Regions from separate parts of the Mus musculus genome. Here region 2 is linked to region 1. Evidence: chromatin contacts called from public Hi-C data. All regions are on one chromosome and are shown on one strand. The core of a region is the stretch at or near the end of the contact, and the rest is flanking DNA. Distances in the headings are between cores, read along the strand shown. Region 1 has its middle 45 kb from the start of Gm46781. Region 2 has its middle 18 kb from the start of Gm40017.

Region 1 (3,086 bases), core at 32-2,531:
GTTTTGTTTTGTTTTGTTTTGTTTGAGTCAGGGTCTCCCTGTGTAGTCCTGGCTGTTCTAGAACTCACTCTGTAGAACAGATTGGCCTCCAACTCAAAGATCCGCCTGCCTCTGCCTCTCGACTGCTGGGATTAATGGTGTGTGCCACCACAACCCAGCAAGAACCTGTTTTAAAAATAAATAAATTCTTAAATGAGTAAAAACCTGAGACACATCAACAGTCCTAACCCTAGGCTGAGATTACAAAAACCATCCTCCTCTTGGCCATGAAGTTGTCTCCTTCCCCTGACTGTGGAGGCCCACTGGTCTCCAGGAGCCAAGCTTCACGCCTGCATGAGACATACCAGCAGCCCGACAGTGTGCTGAAAGCCATGATACTTTACTGTTTGCTTCCCACAGCACCGGGACCAACCTCAGTTTATAAAGTTTAGCTTCCTGTTATTATCCCAAGATTCTTATGACGGCAAGTGACAGGAATCAACTGACCATTTCTGATCAACTCAGGATCACTGGGTTCCTTCCCGAAGACAAATGTAGTTACGGCCTCAGTATGTCTTCCCAGTGCTTGAACAACCAACTAGAGAATGAAGACGGTGAGAGAGAAGATGCTTGTTGCTCGAGCACCAGAGAGTTGGGACCACCATGGAGTTTCTCTGAAGCCCTTGAAAACTGACATATCTTGAGTTCACGACCATCCTACAGAATGGGACCTACCTCCAAAGACAAATGGGCTCAGAAGATGGCTTTGACATGCAAGAATGAGGATCCGAATTTGGATTCCCAGCACCGGCTTTTAAAGCCTGGCAAGAGAACGCATGCCTCTAATCCCAACACAAGATTCTGGGAGAACTTGCTGGCCAGTCAATGTAGTCACATGACTGTCTCCTTGCAACTAAAGTGAAGATCAGCTGAGAGAAACATTCAGTGTCAATCTACTCTGACCTACATGGCTCCCCTAGACACACACACACAGACACACACAGAGATACACGCAGAGAAACACACACAGACCAATTAAAAAACAAAAAGTCAATAACTTCAAGAATGACCCTCAGTGCCCCCTGCTTCCAGCAGGACAAAGCCTCTGTCTGACATCCTGTGCACAGCCATACTCTAAGAGGCAAGCTAAGGGTTAAGCATCTTCTCCAGGGCAGGATCCACCTGCCTCTTCAGCCTGTACCCTGTCACCCCCCCAACCCCCCCATCCCACCCCCTGTTCCCTGTGCGTCAGCGATTGTCTGCCATTTGGCCTTCACAAAGGCAAGTACCCTGTAGCCTTTCAGAATAAGCCATGAAATCTGCTCTGAAGCCTCTGCCCCCAGCTGCTGTGGCTTCCTCTCTAATCCCACATGACTCATCCACTTTAAAATTCCCGCTTTCCACCCACTTCCTGAAATGTCAGGAGCCGCCTGTCACCACATAATCAAGTTTCTAGTACCCGGTTTGAAAACCTTCTTTTTTTTTTTTTTTTTTTAATAAAAAAGGTGATTGTTTTAAACAGAAGTAGAAGAAAAAAAGAGGCGTCTCACAGCAAAAAAATGACAACCCAGGAAGAGCAAGCAGACGCCAGGGACAGACAAGATACACGAGGCTGTCCGCATGATTTCCCTTTATTAGTTTTTAAAGTAACTTGCAAAATGGAACCAGGGACCGACGAGGATTCATTTCCGTTGTCTCAGTGGCGTGTGAAAAACAGTGGCTCAAAACTGTCACCCCGAGTAACCCAAGAACAGCTTCGCTTCTTATCCCAGACTTAATAAGATAAATCCTTGTCTGATGCGTGTTAATAAAAGCAGCTTTTTATGAAATATCCTTCAGATCGGCAACAAGTTCAACGGTCACAAAGTTGACAAAGAAGCAATATGTCAAAATTGATTCATTGCCTGCATTTTTAATGCTTTTAGATCATTTCCTAATTCACAAACCCGCTGGTTTGCCATGGCAAGGCTCCATTTTTGTCTACATTTGATATGAGGAAATTGAACCCATCAAGAAAATAGGAGGTTGGGTCACCGCGTGGGTCAGGGAGTAGGCGATTGGCTATTTCAGTAAACAATTTGCTTTCAGCTTGGTCTAAAGCTTTTTCTCTCCCAAAGTTTCATCTGCTGCTTGTTGTCTGGTTGGGGGGGAGGAAGGTACTTGTTTTTTGCCTTTTTGTAGGGATAGGCTTTTGTTGTTGTTGTTGTGGTTGTTTTACTTATTTATTTTTTTTAATACAGTTTCACCATGGATCCTAGACTGGTCTAGAACTCATTATAGAACTCAAGATTGACTTTGAACTTAAAACTCTCCTGCCTCCGTTCCCCAAGTTCTGGAGTGGAAGGGCTGCCCCACGGAGCCCCACTGCCTGTCTGTGACATAGGTATAACTGTGACCTTGTTGTACTCCCCAGGTTGTCCTTTCATATGGGTCTGGAATCTCTGGTAGCGAATCCCGGGGTGAAGAGAGATGTGAAGCTTGGTAATTTCTCCATCCTTTTCAGCATTCCCCCTGACACTGACAGTATGTGGAAATGACAGAAGAGAGTTATCCCTTTTGGAGATGGGGTTGAAGTTGGATGGGGGGCCTTGCCACCTGTCTGTCTCATTAGCCACACCATGAGTAATTTGCACGTGCATATTTGTGATTTTATTCAGTGCCTTCTATAATCCCACATTTGTCAATCTGACGACCTTCAGCAAACTCTTCCTGCTAGCTTCCTCTCTTGACTTGGTACCATTTTCCCCACCAAGACAGCGGGGGGGAGGGGGGGCACAAAGAGATGGAGCACCTTAAACCCCATGAAGGCAGGAAGCTATCTATCACTAGCTCCCTAGGGTTGGCTCTGGGGTGGGAGGCTTCAAAGTCTGTCTCGGCCTCAGCTCAGAAAGCTTCATGCCACTCTTGGAGGCCAAATGATGATTAACATTCTAAATCTTACAAGATCCTGGGATATAGAGTTCCAAGCATCCTGGAGCCACAGCTACTCATTGGCACTTCTCAGCAGGCTGAAAGTCATAGAGGGGTGGGCTCAGAAGAGTTCACTCAAAGCCTACATCTCATATGCAACCATGGGGGCAGGGGTTGGAGTAGACGGAGCATCTGGA
Region 2 (3,380 bases), core at 270-2,769, 340 kb before region 1:
CAGGGCTGCAGCTCAGTCAGAGCCTTGGTTTAGAACCGTATTCTTCCACTTCCAGTGTTTTGCCTTAGTTTTTGAATCTGCAACATGGGCACTATACTGCCTCTTCCTTGCATGAAGTCGAGGAAGGATGGCACACCACTCCCCAGCCACAAGCAGTCTGGGTACCAGATTTTAGGCCAAGAGTGCTTGGGGCGTTGCTGAGCGAGGAAAGGGAGAGGCAGAACCGCCCGCAGTTACTCCTGTTGCTGCTGCGCTGCCTTTCGGGTTCTGCGTGGTGTAACAGAGCGTGACTCACCCCTGTTTTCATTCACGAGTTCAGGCACCCACTTTAAATAGACTTCACTTGGGATCTACCCTGGGATAATTACTTAATGTGCCATCTAATCGGAGATCTAATTAACGCAGGCGTTCTCTGACAGCCATCACGGAGCGCAGAAAGCAGGTAGGCGCAAGGCTGTCACCTGGATCCTTGAGGAGGTGTCTGAGGCCTGGGAGCAACCCCGGAGCAGCAGAGAAAGGCTACAGAGCACTAGCACCCTCACCCTGTGACTTTCGAGGCGACACAGGAACAAGGGGTACAGGCTCTGGAGGCCTGACCCCTGCTGCTGACCCGGAAGGGCAGTGTTTAGTGCTTGCATTGCTATGGTGGGGTGGGACCGCGATGGCGGGCCAGTGCCTTCTCTGAGGAATGGCAGTGTGGAGAGGGAAATGCTGTGGGGTCCAATGAATAATGCTTAGGTCACATCAGAGGAAGTGTGCTGGAAGTAGATCCCGGCAGTGGGCTTGTTGACGCTGCACTAGTCTGAGCATCGATTCTGCACTCAACTAACTCTCACACGACCACTGCACCTCCTATGAGCCCCAGAATTCCAATGTCCATTCCAGTGACCTCTCCAGTGACAAAGGGCTCTCTGGAAAGCCCTGCTGGCCTCAGGATGAGACAGTTAGCTGCTGTTTTCAGTTATTCAACCTCGACTCCTCAGGAACCAGTGAAGAACCAAATTCCAGGAGAGCCCAACGTGTTGGAGTTGTCCAAAACAAACATCACCCAAACGTCCAAGGAGATGAGGTAACAACGCTAAGGTCCAGCCGCAGCCCCCGGAAGTGCAGGTGGCCACTGAGCACAAAACTAAGTTTACAGATATGTCAGTAACCTCACTTTGCAGGAAGGGATTCCTCAGATCAAAGTCCAAGAGGAGGTCAGGGGTCAACCTCCATTGTGACACTTCTAAACCCCACCATCCAAAATTCCCAAGGAGTGGCAGCTGGGGCCAGAAATGGAGGGACCAGAACCACAAAACACAAACAAGGGTCCTTTGGCTGCGTTGACGTCTTCAAACAGCCCTGCTCAAGGTATGGTCACTCACTATATTATACTTAATATAATATTATTTATAGGGCCAGTCACTTTATTATATTTAATATTACTTGTATTAGATTTATATTAGGTTCAGGAGCTCTGAAGACCCAGAGAATATTCCAGAGGTAATGCTTCTGTCTGGCCCCAGAGGGTGCTATTGCCTCACAAATGAAATACCTTCCCTTTGCAGAGCCTAGAAGTTTCCATGCACAGAGAATCTTCCAGAGTTCTTTGGCTGGTCCCCCTTTTCTGCAGAGGAAGTCTTTTCAAACCCTGTGGCTGGAGCAAAGAGCAGGACCTGTCAGAGCTGGGACACTGTTTGTTGATTGTCACTGTGTGTCCAGTCTGTTGCAATGTGTCAGAGAGTATTACCACGTATCAAAGCCTGGCCCTCTGCTCTATGGGCTACATACCTTTCCTCTTACATACTCTACTGTGTGGTGTGGACATTCTGTCCCTATGCTGTAGGGCCTTATAGAAACTGGACACTTGCATGAGGTCCCAGTGTCCCCAAAAGGACCTGGGACTGCATGATAGTACCCTTGCGTCATTTGGGGACTTTGTGATCCTAAATTTCAGCGGATCCCTCTGGTGTTCAGGAGAACACATGTCTGTAAGGCATTTCCGGTTCCTTCTGGCCCTGCTGCAGGGCCCTCGGGCCTCCAGGCTCCCTTGGAGGTGTCTGGCAGCCAGCAAGTCCTTGGGAAAGGTCCTGCTCAACAATGAGCTCTGGCCAGATGTTCTGGGGTTTTGAGCCATATTTTTTATGACCCAAGAAGGACCCTTTCCATCATTTTTAAGGAAGGGAAGAACTCAATGAGTGGGAAAACTGGGTTTAGGGTGTCTGTTTTATACTGTAATGTGCAGAGGAGGCCAAGGTTGGGGTCTCTTTATAGCTTCAGCTGAGCCAGCAATGTTGAAGGCCATAAGTCAGGCAGGGGATACAGGGTTGAAGAGAAGTGTTTTCTTCTCACAGTTATTTATGCACAAGAGGGAGAAGGAAGAGGAGGAGGAGAAGAAGAGGGAGACCTAGGATAGGAGATGGACAAGGCAGCCATGAGCACCACCCTCCTTTGCTTGCCTTATGCCAGATCACACACCGGGTTAATGATCTGGACCCAGCCTTCACTGGGAAAAGGAGGAGAGCAGTAACAAAAGATGTTGGACATGCTCCTCTGGCCTACGCGCACACACACACACACACACACACACACACACACACGTGCACACACACACATATACACACACATATACACAGAGACACACACACATGCACACACAGACACACACACACACACACATACCACACACACACACTCAAAACATACAAAAATAGGAAGTTAAAAAAAAGAGCATCATTAGGCAAAATGTGCTAACTGAACGAACACCAACTGAAATGAACTGGGCATGCTGGGATCTTAGGGGGCAGAGCATGGCCCCCCAGGATAAAGGTTTTCTAAATCACCTAGTGTCTAACCAGTCATTCTCTCTTAACATGAACCATGTCTGGTCTTCAAGAAGCTCACGACCAGCATCCCAGGGCTTGAGAAGACAAAAATGGCAGCTGAGAGCTTTTCAACATGGTAGGCATTCCAAGCTTCCAGTGGGCTTTGTCCAGCATGCTCTAATGAGGCAAAGACAGCCCTGCAGCTGTTAACTAACCCACAGAAGCTTTTCTTGGTGGCTCCTCTTGCAGCTGCTGAGAAAGGGTCAGAGAAGGGAGGGCGCACAGGAAGTCCCTATCCGTCCCCACTGGCAGTGGCTCCAATGAGCATATGCCTCCCACAGACCCCATCAAGGGCTGCCTGGGACTTCATGTGATGAATTGGTTCTCTCCGGGTGAGCTTCCTCCTGCTTTTCAGGGGCAGGAAGGTCTGTCAAACATTGTTGAGCATCGTGGTTTGAATCAAAATGACTTCCAATAGGCTTGTATGGAGTAGCAATATTTGGGGGTGTGGTCTTGTTGGAGTAGGTGTGACCTTGTTGGAGGAAGTGTGTCACAGGCTTTGAAGTTTCAAAA

What was found. A called contact is a pair of places that touch in the nucleus more often than the background predicts.
Region 2: a contact with region 1 is called in a Hi-C map of muscle stem cells, with 3 times the contacts expected there. The contact joins two enhancer-like sites.

The regions. Positions count from the first base shown.
Region 1 is chr2:174,560,271-174,563,356 of GRCm38.p6, reverse strand. No RefSeq gene overlaps it. Among named protein-coding and RNA genes, the nearest start is that of Gm46781, 45 kb to the left of the region's middle. Within about 2 kb of position 1,281, at least 23 of the 459 cell types and tissues checked have an H3K27ac peak or open chromatin away from gene starts, as enhancers often do. A contact at or near this core is called in muscle stem cells, where this site is marked.
Region 2 is chr2:174,898,965-174,902,344 of GRCm38.p6, reverse strand. No RefSeq gene overlaps it. Among named protein-coding and RNA genes, the nearest start is that of Gm40017, 18 kb to the left of the region's middle. Within about 2 kb of position 1,519, at least 21 of the 459 cell types and tissues checked have an H3K27ac peak or open chromatin away from gene starts, as enhancers often do. A contact at or near this core is called in muscle stem cells, where this site is marked.